Regions from separate parts of the Arabidopsis thaliana genome. Here region 2 is linked to region 1. The links are chromatin contacts, called in public ChIA-PET maps. All regions are on one chromosome and are shown on one strand. The core of a region is the stretch at or near the end of the contact, and the rest is flanking DNA. Distances in the headings are between cores, read along the strand shown.

Region 1 (4,039 bases), core at 1,150-3,649:
TGCCTGCTCCATCTCTTCCTCCATTTTCTTCTTCTCTTCTTCTTCCAACATACTGATCCTTCTCTGACCCATGTACGTCTTCACAGCTTCAACACCTTCCTTCACCACTTCCTCGGGTGGGACGACGAGCGGGTTCTGATCCACATTCAGTTTGGTCAGGCTATCAAGTGTGCCAAAAGTGTCAGGGAGGGCATGGATTTGGTTGTTACTCAAGTCGAGTTCTTGGAGGCTTATGAGTTCGCCGAATGAGAATGGGAGATCCTTGAGATCACTGAAGTTGCTGCTTAGGTTTAAGTACTCGAGATTTGTGAGCAACACGAAAGAATCAGGAAGGCCGTTAAGTTCGTTGAAGTGGGCGTCGAGGTGTTTTAGGGATCTCATTTCGCCTATACTGGTCGGGAAGGATCGGATCTTGTTATACTGAACCAGGAGCTTTTCTAGATTCACTAGCTCAGGACCGATGTTGGTCGGTAAGTAGGTGAGACGGTTGAAGCTCACGTCCAAGATAACCAACGACCTACAATTTTGATATAAGAAGTGGTGAAAATTGATTCACAAATCAAACTTGACAAAGTGGAGTTGTTATATGATACGTACCCACAGCGGCAGATGGAGTCAGGCAAGGATGTGAGCTTGTTAGTCGAAACATTCAGGATTTTTAGTTTGGACAGTAAACCGATGGAATCAGGTAATGTCTCCAGAGAATTCGTGGAGACATCCAGTTCAACAAGACTATGCAATCCAGCAATTGAATCAGGAATCGACTGTTGCACATAAACCTCAGTCAGGTAAGACAAGTGACACTCAGCAACTGAACTTTTCACTAATCACTAAGAAATCCAGAAATACTAATTCAGCTCGAGCCATAGATTCTACCTCAGAACTATCAAGAAAAGAGCTAGCATGGACATCAGCAGCAATCGCTGGCAAAAGCCAAAATGATATACCACAGCGAATATTTAACATGTAGCTTCTCTTTCACTAACTAACTAACTGGACACAGTTTTTAGGCGTTCTAAGACTCCTATTCCTTTGAAGATTTTATACAACAGGCAATATCAAAGATGCAGAACCAAAACAAGCAAACACGCACATACATACCAGGATCTCTACATATACTACCGGCCAAAATCTAAGATGCAAAACAAAACAAGCACACACATACCGGAATTACTTCGAATCACATTGTACACACATACTAGACGTCCTTATGCAGAATCACTTAGAATCACATTAAAAAAGGCATTGTTCTTGTTCATCACCAAGATAACAAAAAAAGAGAACAAGTAACATTGTGATCCCTCTTTATTATCTAAGGGATTACTCATCAACCAGAGTATAGTGCCCAAAAATGTTACCTTTAAGCTACACTAACGAGTACTAAATTCTCAAATCCTAAACCAAAGTTCCATCCTTTTAACACAGACAAGCACAGAAGAGATTCAGACCCCACCAGAGAACACAAATCAGCTTAATTCCATTCGGGAGAGTGGATCAAAATAAGTAACAATGCAGCAAATTTTTTATTTTGAATTTGTATTGGAACTAACCTCAAGCTTATTGTTGGAGAGATTAAGAACAAGCAACCCTTGAATCCTCCCAAAAGCTTCAGGTAGCAACCTCAGTTTCCTCCCAGACAAATCAACACGATCCACCGGATTAGCAGAAGCATGCTGCAATATCCCAACAACCTCCTCATTAACCTCCACAGCCGCAACATTCTCCTCATCCTCCGCCGCATTCTTCTCAGCAGATTCATAAATCCTAACAAGCCTCTCCTCTGCTTCTTTCAAAAGCTTCTCATACGAAGCATGAACCTCATCAAGCTTCAAAATCGACTCACACCAAGTCTTCTCCTGATCCATCTCTTGTCTCCTCTTCTCATCTTTCGCCGCCGCATCGGTTAACGCGATATCCTCGAACGATTCAGATAAGAACGATTCGATTTCCGAGAGTTTAGCACGAGCCTTATCGACTGATTCGTGATCTGGTCTAGGTCCTAGGGTTCGAAGGATAGATCGAGTCTCGGCGACGTCAGAGATCGCACTTGTCATTGAAGCGAGAACATCTGGTTGTGTTAAGTGAGGCATCTGAGTGACGATCTCAATCGATGATGATGATGATGATGGTGGTGGTTGTTCGATGTCGAAGGGAGGAACGGAGGAGGAAGGGGATTTGGCGGTGAAAGAAGGGAGACGAGCCAAGACATAAGAGAGGACAGGGAAATTCTTAGGGTTAGGTTCTGCCGCCATTGTTTTCGTTAAGCTTCGGAGATTTGGAATCTGAATCTGGAAATTGATGAAGATGATGATTGATCCAGGCTTTGTTGCGTCTCTCCACGTTCTCTGTTAGTGTTCGCCTTCTCTGCGTTTTCTCTGATGTCAAGTTGACACGTGTAAGCTTGTGTTGCTGAGTATAAATAGTAATGAGTTATCTCTTAATTAAGATAATTTCATATCTTTTCTGAGTAAATCTACAATATACAGTTAAGATATCTTTTTTTTTACTTAATATTACTTCACTTTAAATTCGGTTAAACATAAACCATGTATTTTTTATCTTGAAATTTTAATGTAAACTAAATTTTAAAAAAACTTTTGAAGTAAGAAATTTATTTCCGTATTATAATAATTTAAATTAAATAAACAATTTACTTGGTTAAATATTTAAGAAAAAGCATATCAGCTTGATTTTAATTTTATTATTCCTATATCAAAAAAACTCATGAAAGAATTTATGAGTTCAATCAAATTTAATGAGTAGACAAATAATAGTATACTCTTTTTTTTAATAATTCTGAAAATTACAGACTTTTAATCTATTCTTATTTAATAATGTTTTTCCATCTGAAAAGATGATTGAACTCGGGATACAAAAAAAAACCGACCCATTTGTACTACTACTTGGCCATTACCCATTTGGTTATGTTCTCATAAAAAAAATGTTTTTAGGATTTGAAGACGAAGATTTGATTGCCTAGCTAGAAAGTATTCAGAAAAAAGTGTCGAATGCTCTGGAATATGTTGTAATGGGCATAGATAAAATTTTGGATCTTCAAAATGAAATAGTTTCTATAACTTTTTATAGTTTAATGGTTTGTGATCAACAGTTGTGTTACACATCTAAACTCGTTTATTTTCAGCAAAAAAAATCTAAACTCGTTTATTACATGTTGTAACCCAAAAAAATAAAAAAATGAAAAACCGTCGCAAGTGATATCGACCTTTCGCCTACTTTCGCACTCATGTTGGTGTCTTGACAAAACCCACTGTGGACGCATATAACCACCGGAGGAGTACAGGCCAAAATTTCTATTATTAATATGAGCTTAGTTAGATAATCCAAGTCTAGTAAAAGATTTGAATAAAAGCAAGTTGTGTCCACAAAACTAAAATAAACCAAATCCAAAGTCAGTCACATTTGGAATTATGTTGTAATGACAGTCACTGCTTTGTCATCATCTCACCTTTTAAGGCATTGACCTTTTGTTTTTGTTCGACAAAAACCATTTTCGCATTCATCACTTTCGAATAAAATTATATAACAGTCTAAGTAACAAACTCATATTAGGATACCAATTTGAATTTGACTTTTATTGGATATCGTAGCTAACGAAAAAAATTCTTAATCATTAGACGATTAAGATTATCGATAACTCAAATGTTTTTTTTTCTAAGTTATGGTCGAAATATTGGTATACATCATTCAATTTTAAAGCATAACTAGCTAGTGATAATGACTACTACATACGCCATAAGATGAACCAGAATCCTATGATAATGATATATCCAAAAAAAAACTGAATTCAAATTGTTGAATTATCTGAGTTTAACTTTTTATCACACACAAACAACAACTGAAACATATGGAACAAGAAAAAGAACACTTTATTTTCTTGAAAACTCTGTAAACTTAAGAATTAGTTTATTTAAAAATTAAACCAAAGAAGCGTTTTAAATGAACTAAAATCCACATTTATACAGCTCAATCTGTACTTCTTTTTTTCTAAATTTAGCAACAGAAAAATACCAAATTGAAC
Region 2 (4,102 bases), core at 588-3,087, 36 kb after region 1:
GCTTGGAACAGCTATAAAGCACGACAATCGAACTATACTACGACACGTTGCAGTTTGAAGCTGTCATGAAACAGACCTACCACTAGTACCGCCACGTGACGGTCATACCCAAAGAAACGAAACTTGTAAGAAGAGATCACCGGCACGAACCTAACACATCGCAAATTCGACCGGTCTCGCTAGACACGTTATGCATGTTTTTTGTTCGTTTAATGAATGACGACTCTTCACTTTCGTTTTTGTATTAGTCAATAATTATAAGAGTTGGCCAGTTAGGTTGATTACATTAAATATTCGATTAGGGGAGACTAAAATATTTGTACTATTTTGTACACGTAACCTTACATTAGATGTCTTCGAAACTTCTTTCCATATGAGTCATGACAAGGAAAACTTCTTTCTATGCGTTCTCTTACCCAAAAAAAAGGTTCTCATTTTTATAATTGGAGATTCCACATATATATTATTAATTCTCGGCTTAGTAGGATTCTACCGGGTAATATTGTAAACTAAATTTTCAATATTCAAAATTATTGTTATTGAAATCTCAATGGAATGACTCAATTAAGATAACAAAACATTGAACCAATAGATCACTTGTGAATAGTTAACGACGATTTTGATATTTTGAAGATAAATTAATAATAAATAAATAAATAAAACTGTTACCTATTTAATTGCGTCTGCTTTTTGACATTTGCGTGCGTAAAATATTTTTATATTTCCGTGGATTCGGCATGCACGATGACATTTTCCTAACATGCAAGCAAACGACACAATTTTTTAAAAATAATTATTCGATTTGTTTTCTACTTAAGAACTTGGGACGGTGTAGGACCTACCCCATTCTCTGTAAATTCTATTCCATGATCAATAATGTGAATCTCTTAGGAATAGATCAATTGCTTAAACCATCTAATTAGCGACAATTCTTGCATTGATCGATAATATTTGGATATATAGTGCCGGCTTTGAGGTCCTATAAGCTCAAAGCAAAGTTTAAAATGCGTGCACACAAAAGAAGCAGACAGATATTTTAACTTTTCGTTGGGCCATAAAAGAAGCCCCTAACAAATATGCACCTAAGTCAAGCGACATAAGAGATATGAGACGATACAGACCCACAAGGATGAAGTAACAAACATCGATTTGGATCAAGTTTGTTAAAGATAAACCCAATTCGGAGAGAGTCCACTCAATAGTGAAATGCCTACAATGGGCTCTTATTAAGCAATGGACTCTAAGAGACGTGCCTTTTTTCAATTTAGGCAACTGTAGTCTATTGGGTATAACAAATGCTATTCTTTGCCATGTATATTAAATACTTTACTCTTTGCTGCTTCTTTAATTTCTTCTTAAATGGTTTATCTAGTAAACGATGGCAAGGTATACTCTTTTGAGTTATTACGAGAGACAGAGTTAGTTACATGAGCTAGTTCAGTCTTTAATTAGCCTTTCTTTATGTACATTATCTCATAAATCTACATGTGAAAACTTTATTTACTCTTTGTGGAGAGAAAATAAATTGTAAAGCAGCAGCACAAGATCGATTTACTGTTGATTTCACATTTTGAATGTAGTACTGGGCCTTGAGGGACATAGAAAAGCTAAGATTGCACTGCAGTACTGCACCCATTCATTTTGTGACTCGGCCCCTCCCCATTTTGTACGTAAACAAGAAAACGCGTTCGTGATTCACTTTAACTTTATGGAAAAAAAACAATTTGGCGACTTGCATCGACGTGCGCGTTTATATTATATAAACTGATTTTCAAAAGAAGGCATGATTCATCAAAGCATGTATATTAGCATTCTTAATTATATCTTTGTTTCAATCATGATCCAAAAGATGTGAGTTGATCTATTGTTGTTGTTTCCACGTATGTTCGTCTATATCCAATTTTCAGTGTATTTTATTATTCTGCTACATATTTAATTTTAGCTCAAACACACATTTTAACCATATTCTCCTTGGCAATTTATTTATTAGTCGATAGCAATTTGGTTGCAATAATCTTCTGTTATACTTGAAAAACGATCTATTAACAAATATATTCGAAAGAGTTTCAAAACAATCTATTAACAAGTATTCGAAAGTCGTCACATCGTTGACTAAAGCTGAGGACAACTCTGTCATTTTTATCTTATTCACGTGGCTACCTCTTCTTCTTCGTCTCTCATTTTATGTGTAATCCCACAGAGCTTGTCACTCCAAAAAAGGCAAAACAAAAAAAAAACAGCTTCTAAAAATAAAAAACAAAACAATAATCCAGCCACCGTAGGGGTAATTCCGTAAATTTGTAACAGAAACTCCATTCCCGCGGCGTATGCAGAGGGCAATCCCGTAAACTTAACCCATCTCCGGTGATGAATAATATCAATTCCTTCACGCCGGAGTGATTTTCCACAAAAAATAAGATATGAAAGCAAATCGCGGCGGCGGAGAGCACGGCCAACACGAGGCTCTAAAGCTTTCCAGTTTCTTCTTCATGCCGGAGCGGCCACGTGATTACCTCGTGCTTTTCACACGTTTCTCCGTCCTCACGTGCCTCATCGTCTCCGTATCTCTTGTTCTCCGCGCCACTTTTTTATCCCCTTCCGCTCGAGACTATTCCACCACCTACGGTCTCAAATTAACCGCCGTACCTCAAAAAGCCATAGCTCTCCCTCCGTCCGCATCCGTCGGACCAACCAATATCTCCCATATCTTCTTCTCTATCGCCGGAGCAGCTGAGACATGGATCGATCGGAGCCAGTACATCTCCTTATGGTGGCGAAACACGACACGTGGCTTCGTCTGGCTCGATGAACCGGTGAAAATCCCTGAAAATCACTCCGATGTCAGATTCTCGATCCCGACTCGAGTTTCTGATCCAGGCTGGACTCGATTCAAATTCTCCAGCTCAAGAGCCGCGGTTCGAATCGCTCGTATAATCTGGGATAGTTATCGGTTAAATCTACCAAATGTCCGGTGGTTCGTCATGGGAGATGACGATACCGTCTTCTTCACCGAGAATCTCGTCAAGGTTCTCTCAAAGTACGACCACGAGCAGATGTGGTACATCGGAGGAAACTCAGAGAGCGTCGAGCAAGACGTGATGCACGCGTACGATATGGCGTTTGGCGGCGGTGGTTTCGCTCTGAGCCGTCCATTAGCGGCGCGTTTGGCCGCCGCGATGGATGATTGTCTCCAACGTTATTTCTATTTTTACGGTTCTGATCAGAGAATCGCGTCTTGCATCAGCGAGATCGGCGTTCCGTTCACCGAAGAACGCGGTTTTCATCAGGTACGTCTGTTGTTATGCACGTGTCCGTTATCTAATTGGTTAATGTTTATACACGTGTCGAACCGTTTTGAGCTAGAATTTTGGAGCCCGACAAATTCAAAAGGGTTTTATTAGATGCTGAATTTCTCGGTGATTTAAGTGGATTCTTGCCACGTGGATTCTCATAAACTTATGGGGTCAAAAATTAATTATCACTAATCCACTTGCTTAGTGTTAGTCTGCTAGAAAAAGCATGTTGGAGTGGATTTATTGAATAAAGTCACAAAATTGTTGACCAAAAAGGAAAATATTAGTCATTCAATTATGGACATTAGTACCTTTTTCCCTCTATTCGACTTATATATGTTAAGTACTCTTAGTTGATTGCAGTTACAGTTTTTACGTTAAGTACTCTTAGTTCATTGCTTGATATAAATGCTCTCCGACCGTTTTCCCAAATTTTATAAGTTTATTTAGTTTTAGTGAGTGGTTCTTGTTTGTTGTGGTCCATGAATGTGGCAGAAAATTGTTTCTAAATTCGTGGGTTTAATTTATTGGTGGAGCACATGATACTGTCATGTTCAGATACATAGCTTTTAATCATGTCTAGCTACTGATCAGCTTTCTGCAATGTGCTTGTTTTAATCTTTAGTGTCCGCTAAAATCTTATACTATTTGATATTTGTTAATCATATCTGTGGTTCTTAAGATATTTATGTTTATTGTTTTATCTCTATGTGCGTGTCATTATCACTAAGATCACGTGTAGTGTCTAAAGGGAAATTCCAATTTATATGTCTATTGATAATTTGATATTCATTATAACATGGTAGTAC

What was found. ChIA-PET counts read pairs in DNA pulled down with a chosen protein or histone mark.
Region 2: an H3K4me3 ChIA-PET map of shoot shows a contact between it and region 1, with 10 read pairs. The contact joins the promoter of AT3G11420 here to the promoter of PIRL9 in region 1. A contact is called at or near these places in 5 of 26 Hi-C or Micro-C datasets (leaf, root, rosette leaf and 2 more) and 1 of 2 datasets of contacts at active chromatin or transcription factors (shoot).

The regions. Positions count from the first base shown.
Region 1 is chr3:3,552,444-3,556,482 of TAIR10.1, forward strand. PIRL9 (plant intracellular ras group-related LRR 9) reads right to left here and starts at 2,400. Exons shown (of 3, transcript NM_111967.4): 1 at 1,551-2,400; 2 at 598-764; 3 at 1-517. The coding sequence starts at 2,252.
Region 2 is chr3:3,589,414-3,593,515 of TAIR10.1, forward strand. AT3G11420 (beta-1,3-N-acetylglucosaminyltransferase lunatic protein, putative (DUF604)) reads left to right here and starts at 1,838. Exons shown (of 3, transcript NM_111975.5): 1 at 1,838-3,287. The coding sequence starts at 2,421. AT3G02405 (a long non-coding RNA gene) reads right to left here and starts at 394. Exons shown (of 1, transcript NR_140908.1): 1 at 10-394. It also overlaps AT3G11415.